Linked DNA regions of Pan troglodytes: region 1 is linked to region 2. A link is a contact called in public HiChIP or PLAC-seq data. All regions are on one chromosome and are shown on one strand. The core of a region is the stretch at or near the end of the contact, and the rest is flanking DNA. Distances in the headings are between cores, read along the strand shown.

The links. HiChIP or PLAC-seq counts read pairs in DNA pulled down with a chosen protein or histone mark.
Region 1: a contact with region 2 is called in an H3K4me3 HiChIP or PLAC-seq map of stem cell-derived excitatory neurons, with 10 times the contacts expected there. The contact joins the promoter of TTPAL here to the promoter of GDAP1L1 in region 2. A contact is called at or near these places in 3 of 7 Hi-C or Micro-C datasets (induced pluripotent stem cells and stem cell-derived neural progenitor cells), 1 of 1 datasets of contacts at active chromatin or transcription factors (stem cell-derived excitatory neurons) and 1 of 1 other capture datasets (stem cell-derived neural stem cells).

What each region holds. Positions count from the first base shown.
Region 1 is chr21:50,725,705-50,729,836 of NHGRI_mPanTro3-v2.0_pri, reverse strand. It overlaps TTPAL (alpha tocopherol transfer protein like), which reads right to left and starts at 1,310. Exons shown (of 5, transcript XM_001152483.7): 1 at 1,176-1,310.
Region 2 is chr21:50,466,070-50,470,170 of NHGRI_mPanTro3-v2.0_pri, reverse strand. It overlaps GDAP1L1 (ganglioside induced differentiation associated protein 1 like 1), which reads right to left and starts at 2,756. Exons shown (of 7, transcript XM_016937949.3): 1 at 2,642-2,756. OSER1 (oxidative stress responsive serine rich 1) reads left to right here and starts at 2,908. Exons shown (of 4, transcript NM_001279967.1): 1 at 2,908-3,023.

The sequences.
Region 1 (4,132 bases), core at 61-2,560, 260 kb before region 2:
TTCCATCGCACCCCACCTTGATGCACATTAAATGCCAGTCAAAACAAACTAATAACCCATCATCCTTGGAATAACTCGTGCACTTCTGATACACTCTGCCTGGAATTTCCTCTTCTAATTTGTTCCTAACTTGACAGCTCAGGCTCAGCTGCCATGTCACCACCTCAGTGAATCCTTCCCAAACTCCCTGAGGGTGATTCCCTCCAGTTTTCCACAGAACTGGGTTCCTATTTCTTTTTTAGAAATTACAGTCCAATGCTATGGGCATTTATCTAGAGTCAGTTTCACCACGCACTCATTTATCAAATAATTACCGATCACCTACCATATATGTCAGGCACTGTGCTCACAGGCACTGGGAACACAGACGCAAACAATACAATTCCTTGCCTAATAAAGCTTACATTATAGTGGAATGAAGAGAATGCATACTTGAGCACTTTACCATGTATCAAGCATTGCTAAGCCCTTTACCCATTTCCTCATTTAATCTTCACGTTATTTGGTGAGAGCGCTATTACTGTTGCCATTTTACAAAGGAGGACAAAAAGGACTGTCCCCTAGAATCTAAGTTCCACCAGGACAGAGGGCTTGTCTGCCATGTCCACTGCCACCCCCAGTGCCGGGCACATGGCAGTGGTCTGTACACATCAGCGGAGGATATAGGTTAAGCGATTCGCCCAAGGGGGCACACCCGGTGAGGCAGAGCAAGGATGCGTCTAGCCCCACCCTGGGCTTCTAATCTGTACCCTCCACCTGGAGCTTCATGTTGACTCTCCAGGGACTCAGCAGTGCCGAGCGCTCAGCAGGACTCAGTCACAGGCTGGTGAATGAGCTGACAGGCGGACATATGAGTGAGATGCAGACACCATTGGTAACGGTGAAGCCAAAGATCTCCCCCACCTGGAGCCCATCCTTTCTGGAGCATCACTTTCCTTTCCACCCCTTCCTCTCAACAAGGAGAGGTCAGGAAGCCATCTCTCCTAGAGCCCCCGAGACCCCATATCCCGTGGACAACCTTCCGAGGCCCCCACTTCCGGCTGTCACCCCCTCCCCAGGTGTCCCCATTTCCTGGGGTCTCTCGCTCCTCTGGTCCCCACTTCCGGTTATCCTTCCCTCTCAGGGGTCCCTCTCCTCAGCTCCCAGGGCACACGGATGGGCTCGCGGGCACTCACCGGCCCGACTACGGGCGGAGCGCGGGTCAATCGGCGGCGGGAGCCTCGTCCGGCAGCGCACGCAGAACCGACCCGCACTCCCTGCCCGGCCTGCCCGGCCCCTCGCGCCGGAAGTGACGATCCAGGGCGTGGGAGGCGGGGCTCCGCCTAGGAGCGCGCATGTGCGACGCCTCCCCGCGGCGTTGGTGTTCAGTCCCCACCTGGCTGCCGGAGCTCCGAGCTGCGGACCTGGAGTAGCTGGGAGGAGCTGGGGCACCAGCCGCTTGTCAAACCCGGCTTATAGATGGGGAAACTGAGGCTCAGAGAAGGAAGGAAAGAAGCTGCCATTTTCCAAGAACATGCTAACATGTACCTGTTGTTTAACATCCATGATCTTATTAACTCCTCATATTTATGCAATTCCCCTATTTCAGGAAAGGGAAACTGGCAATCAAGGCAGTAAAGGGCTTCAAACCCGGACCTCAGGATTAGCATTCTAGACTTCCCCCCACTATGGCTGCTATCAGGACTAGCTGCTCCAAAAGGGGAGACTCCAAACCAGGGGACATCTGTCTGTCATTAACTGAGTGACCTGGAGCAAGTCCCCATTCCTTCTTGTGCTTCCGTTTCCTTACCTGAAACCTGATTCTTGCTCTGGAGCCTGATTCAATAATTACTTTTTTCCTGCTTTGGGGTTCATTACGTTCCCTCCAGACAAAGGCTTTACTAACTCCCACCCCAGTCCATTAAGATCCGCCCGCAAGTATTTTGTGCAACTGCAACTTTGAGGCAAATCTCCTAGGTCCCTCTGAGGCAGAGGACCACCTCTGGTGGTCCAGGAGAACTCTGAGCCCAAAGAAACGACCTTAAACAGTCTTTTCGTTTTCCTACCCCAGGGGCAAGAGGAGTCCCAAGAAGATGGGAAGTGACCCATGAGGGCCACAAGAACGTGGCAGTTTCTGCCAGATTGAGGGGCAGGGGGCAGCAGTATGGAGGGGACCTGGGAATCATGAGTTTTGACTCCTGCTCTCAGTTTCATCACTTCTAAGATTGACAGACAAAATATATAACATTCACTACAGTTTGAATTTCAGATAAACATTTAAGCATGTTCCTTTCCAAACACACACACACATACACACAGATAAGTGTGTCTTATGCAACATTTGGGACACATTTATACTTTAAAAATTGTTGTTTATAGGAAATTCAAATATGACTACTGGGCATCCTGGATTTTGTTTTGTTTGCTAAATCTATGTATTATTTTCCTGTTACTGTTACAAGGAATTACTGCAAACTTCATGGATTGAAACAACACAGATATATTCTCTTGCAGTTCTCTAGGTCAAAAGTCTAAAATCAAGGTGTTGGCAAGGCTGCATTCTTTTGGGGATTTCGAGGAAGCATCAGTTCCTTTCCTTTTACAGTTTGTAGAGGCCACCTGCATTCCTTAGCTTATGGCCCCTTCTTCAAATCACCTCAACCTCTGGCTTCTGTTGTCACATCTACTACTGACTGATCCTGCTTCCCTCTTCTTATAAGGACTCTTGGGATTACATTGGGCTCAGCCAGATAATCCAGAATAATCTTACCATCTCAAGATCCTTACATTAATCACATCTGTGAAATCTTTTAAAACGTAAGGTAAGGCCGGGTGCAGTGGCTCACGCCTGGAATCCCAGCACTTTGGGAGGCTGAAGCAGGTGGATCACTTGAGATCAGGACTATGATGAGACCACCCCAGCCAACATGGTGAAACCCTGTCTCTACTAAAAATACAAAAATTAGTTGGGCGTGGTGGCACACGCCTGTAATCCGAGGCCCCCACTTCCGGCTGTCACACCCAACTATGTGGGAGCCTGAGGCAGGAGAATCACTTGAACCCAGGAGGCAGAGGTTGCAGTGAGCCGAGATCATGCCACTGCCCTCCAGCCTGGGCGACAGAGCGAGACTCTGTCTCAAAAAGAAAACCCCCCAAAACAGCCGGATGTGGTGGCTCATGCCTATAATCTCAGCACTTTGAGAAGCCAAGGCAGGTGGATCACCTGAGTTCAGGAGTTCGAGACCAGCCTGGCCAACCTGGTGAAACCCTGTCTCTACTAAAAATACAAAAATTAGCCAGGCCTGTAATCCCAGCCACCTGGGAGGCTGCCTGGGCTCAAGCCATTCTCCTGCGCCCTGCCAAATGGCAGCTCTTGTGGCAAAGGGTGAGGGATGACCCTGTCCTAACCAGGCTGTCCTAGGTATTGGAATAAATTCACCCCTCTCCTTAACCCAAACCTAGGACCTACTACTGGTACCTGGAGCCCAGATGGCAATCCTAGATGTTGCCAGCAGGAGAAGAACTTGGTCTCAAGGGCAGGGCAGGGAGAGGATTTAGAGATGCCCCAGAAATCCCTGCCTCTTCCCTCATTTCTTGTTCCTCTTGGTATTACATTTTAGAGAACCAGATTATATCAGGATTAGAACATCTCCGATAAACAATGACAACAAAAAGAGTTTCTGCTTTTTGAATTATATATACCAGGCACTGTGCTTGTATGATCTTAATTTCACCTTACAATGACCCTGTGAACAGCAAGCTAGGATTGTCCCATTTACAGAAGAGGAAACTAAAATCCAGAAAGAGGCCAGGCTTGGTGGCTCATGCCTGTAATCTCAGCAATTTGGGACGCCAAAGTGGTGGATCACTTGAGGTCAGGAGTTTGAGACCAGCCTGGCGTGTCTACTAAAAATACAAACATTAACCAGGCATGGTGGCAGGCGCCTGTAATCCCAGCTACTCTGGGAGGCTGAGGCAGGAGAATCACCTGAACCCGGGAGGTGGAGGTTGCAGTCAGTCAAGATTGTGCCATTGCACTCCAGGCCGGGCAACAGAGCGAGACTCCATCTCAAAAAATAATAATAAAATAAAATAATGTAAAATATTCAGAAAGAGAAAGTCTCCTAAGGGCTCAAGATATGAAAGAGAGAGC
Region 2 (4,101 bases), core at 1,507-4,006:
TTTTCAGTAGAGATGGGGTTTCACCATGTTAGCCAGGCTGGTCTCGAACTCTTGACTTCAGGTGATCCACCTGCCTCAGCCTCCCAAAGTGTTGGGATTACAGGCGTGAGCCACCACGCCTGGCCTACCCTAAGTCATTTAAAAAAGTATATCGAGGTAAGAAATAAATTAATTTGAGTCTTAAAACATAAGAACAGAATATTTTCCAGATTACCAACTGGTAGGATGGCAGCCACATGGTTAGGCAAATAATTTTCTTCATTACTTTGGACTTGGCTTCTCCAAAGTTATTTTTTAAGAGAAACTATTATCTTCCTATATAAATTGTTCTTGCAGTATAAATTCATGGAATTAAGTCCCTCTTACTAAAGCATGTACAAGACACTTGTAGCAAGAAAGAAGCACTGTTAGAGGAATTTTACATCTACCACAGCTTTTTAATTAAATGGCATTACCATGTGCATTAATACAAAGTTGATTTCTTCAATGTAAAGTCCACACACAAATTCAGGTTTTTTTCCCATGGTTAAAAAGACTTGGAATTGCTGGTATAGGACACCGATCTGGCTTTTTGTTCACTCAGATCCATCCCATTTTGTAGCTTTTCTATCTCATTCCAAGTCATGATGTATCACACCGTGAGCCAGTCCTATGTATAATGACTTAAAACTTCAGGCCACGTCAGGTGTGTGAGTTAACAGGCTTCAGCATTCACAAGAGGTTCTCACCTTCCAAGTACTCCCCGAGTAATGAGTCACATTCTTGGAAAGCATCTAACTCTTTATGATGGAGATGTGCTTACATAAAATGAAATACTGTAACTTTTTAGTTTTTGGTATTTAATATAATTAGGGATGGGAAGCAGGTAAAATGAGAATTCACCAAAACTGTATTGAGCATCTACTAACCCCCAGGAAGTGTGCTAAGCCCTGGGAATTCAATCACGATCCAGACAATTCTTTCCCCTCAAGGATATATGAGATTTTTTTTTTTTTTTTGAGACAGTTTTGCTCTGTTGGCCCAGGCTGGAGTGCAGTGGTGCAATCTCGGCTCACTGCAACCTCCGCCTCCCGGCTTCAAGAGATTCTCCTGCCTCAGCCTCCCGGGTAGCTGGGATTATAGGTGCATGCGCCACCATGCCCAGCCAATTTTTCATATTTTTAGTAGAGACAGGGTTTCGCCATGTTGGCCAGGCTGGTCTCAAACTCCTGACCTCAAGTGATCCACCCGCCTCGGCCTCCCAAAGTGCTGGGATTATAGGCATGAGCTACCGTGCCAGGCCTTCTCAAGGATATATGAGATTTTATCTTAAGTTATATTTTGAAGTGGCAGCTTAAAAAGACATGTTTGGTTTTGATACATTTCACTTGGCAAGGTCTGAGAAAAAAAATACATCGTATTTCCCGCTTTTTCTTGTCCAAGAGATGTTGAGAAGGGCAGTTTAAATCCTGACTTACTAGCACTGTGAGACAGGACAAAGGCAGCTAGAACAAGTTATCTAATCTCTAACATAATCTAATGCTATCTAACTAGCATCATTAGGTTACAATGAACAGTTTTCTTTCAACCGGTCAGTTACTGAGCCTCTGGTATGAACGACGAGAATTTAAAATGTTTTATCCACGGCCAACTTCATGCTTCATGTTTAACAACGTTATACAATAAATTGTTAGATTTCATTTACAGACATAGGCCAGGCATTCCAAAGCCTGGCTGTAGTTAAGCTGGACACAGTTAAACCATCTTCGGCAGCCTATCTAGTTAGTTGACTACAACTAAGGTATTGGGGAATGACGGTGGATGGGGCCAGTTTTGCTTCAGGGAAAAACCCTCACTCTAGGGGTGGGCCACAATCAACGCCATCCAACTCTATTGCGCAAAATCATCTGTTCTCACGAAGCTTTGAGAAGTGCAGACGTGGAGCTGGAGATTGGCAGGCGAGGAGAGGCACAGCTAGATCAGCAGAACCAGTCCTGGTGATGGAGCGGGTGGCAGCTGTTGCACAGATCACCTTTTCCCGCCTACCATCTGAGCAACATTCAGAATCAGAAAAATGTAAAGAATCCTAAAATTCATCTCCTTTGGTGAACTGCCTAAATCTTTTTGCAAAATTTGGTGTGTAGGTGCATTTGTTTGGCAAGAGGATCTACAGTTCTTACCAGATTCTCAAAGGAGTCTACGCCTGAAAACACGAGATTCACCGATAAGGTTCAACTTCCTCACTTACTAGATGGAAAACTGAGAGGCCCAAAGGAGGAAAAGCAGTTGCCTCAAGACAAACAGCAGAGATATCAAAACCGAAGGCATTTCAATTCAATTCTAATTCTGGCTTCACACTATTGACCCTGGCCACGTCCAATACCTCTTCGCTTCTCTGCAGGACCTAAAAGATCACCAGGAGGCGAGGGCTGGTGTCCGAGTCCCGGAGAGGTCGCAGGCAGTCCAGATTCTAGCATCACAGAAACTCTGGCCAAGCGCTCAGCCGGGGACTGTCTGCCATAAAGACCCCCGCACCCTGTCCTCGCCCCCGCCCCGTGGAATTCTTCTGCATAGGTGACTCCACGTAGAGGACCAAGCGCAAGGAGATCCCGGGGCGGTGGAGGCAGAGGACTACTGTGAAGAATGACGCCTACTCACTCACCTAACAGAGAGGAGGAAGCAGGCACGCCCCAAAAGCGGGTCGGGAGCAAATCCACGCCACTGGGAGGAGGCAAACCGAAGAATAACAGGAAATTACGTAAGGCGCACGTGCTTCTGAGGGGGGCGGGTGCGGGGCGTTCGAGAGGCGCGGCCGCCGCCCTGCGTCTGCGCAGTCGTCGGCTGCCGCGCTGCCGAGTCACTGGGGTGGGAGGAGCATAAGCAGGGGGCGGGGTGCATGCCGGAGTGCGCAGGCGCAATGCGACTCCCGAGGCGCGGGCCGCCCCTTTGGCTGGTTTGGATCCGGGTCAGTTGGGCGCCGAGATTTGGGAGAGACGCTCTGAACTGACTGCACCGCATCACCGGAGCGTCCCAGCTGTGAGGAGGTAAGTGCCCTGACGTGACGGGGAGGGGCCGCAGCACTGCGTCTCAGCTTCCACTGCCGGTCTGGCCGCGGGCGGTTTTCCCCGGGCCCGCCCGCCTTGGGTCGCGTCGTCTCCCGACGCCTCCTGCCTGGGCCGGGCCTGGGCCTCTCCGCGCCCCCTTATCTGCCGCGGCCTGTGCCTGCTGGAGCTCCGAGCTCCACGCTCTCTCCTCTTCCCGCCTTCCCGTCCTCCCGCGGTCCCCCGCCCCGTCTCGCTCCTCCGCCGTCTCCCGCCCAGCGGCAGCTTCCCCTTTTCGCCCTCCTTGGCCGCCCTTTGCCCCTTCCAGTCCTTTCCCTCTCGCCTCGGAGCCCCATTCTCGTTGGCTACCTCTTCGGCCCCACTCCTTTCTTCTCCCGCATCCCTCGTGCCTCGCTCCGACTCCAGCCTCTCGTTCTGACCCCAGGAATCTCCCGAGGAGCGCAACTTTACAGCTGGAGACCCCGGGCGGGCAGTGCCCCTGGACAGCTCCCTGCTTGGCGTTGTCCCCACACTCCAAGCCCCGTCCTACCCCTCTGGGTTCTGACTAGGAATTTTCCTCCGTTCATGTTTAACCGCGACAGGCACAGACTCTGGGTGAAAAGAAAGAACTTTGTGCTTTGGCTGCAGCGCTGCGAGTATAAAGGGATGAGTGGGTTGCACGGAGAGGTGTGAATGTGCTTTTTGTCCTGGGGGCCGATTGTTTCCTCCCGGTCTAGTTTGCCTCTTAGAGTTGCTGGGCATGGTTTTCTTCCCCATACTCTACGCTTCCTGGTGGTCTGGGAGTTTCGAAATCTTTAATGTTGTGATGACAACGCTTACCCGCGCATCCCTTCTTGATCGTTCTTAGGTCGTCTCAGGGGCCTGGAAATGTAGACCTAGGCTTGGGATTCAAGGAGGTCTTGGTTAAAACGGCAAGATGTAAATAAGATTGTGACGCATCCATTTTGTTGAAAGAAAAAACCAGGAATTTGGCCTTTTGATGGAGGAACTTAGAAGAACTTTGTAATTTTTGTAAGGTTGTGGAAAATCCGAGGCAAAGTTAAATTGCCTGGTGTGATTT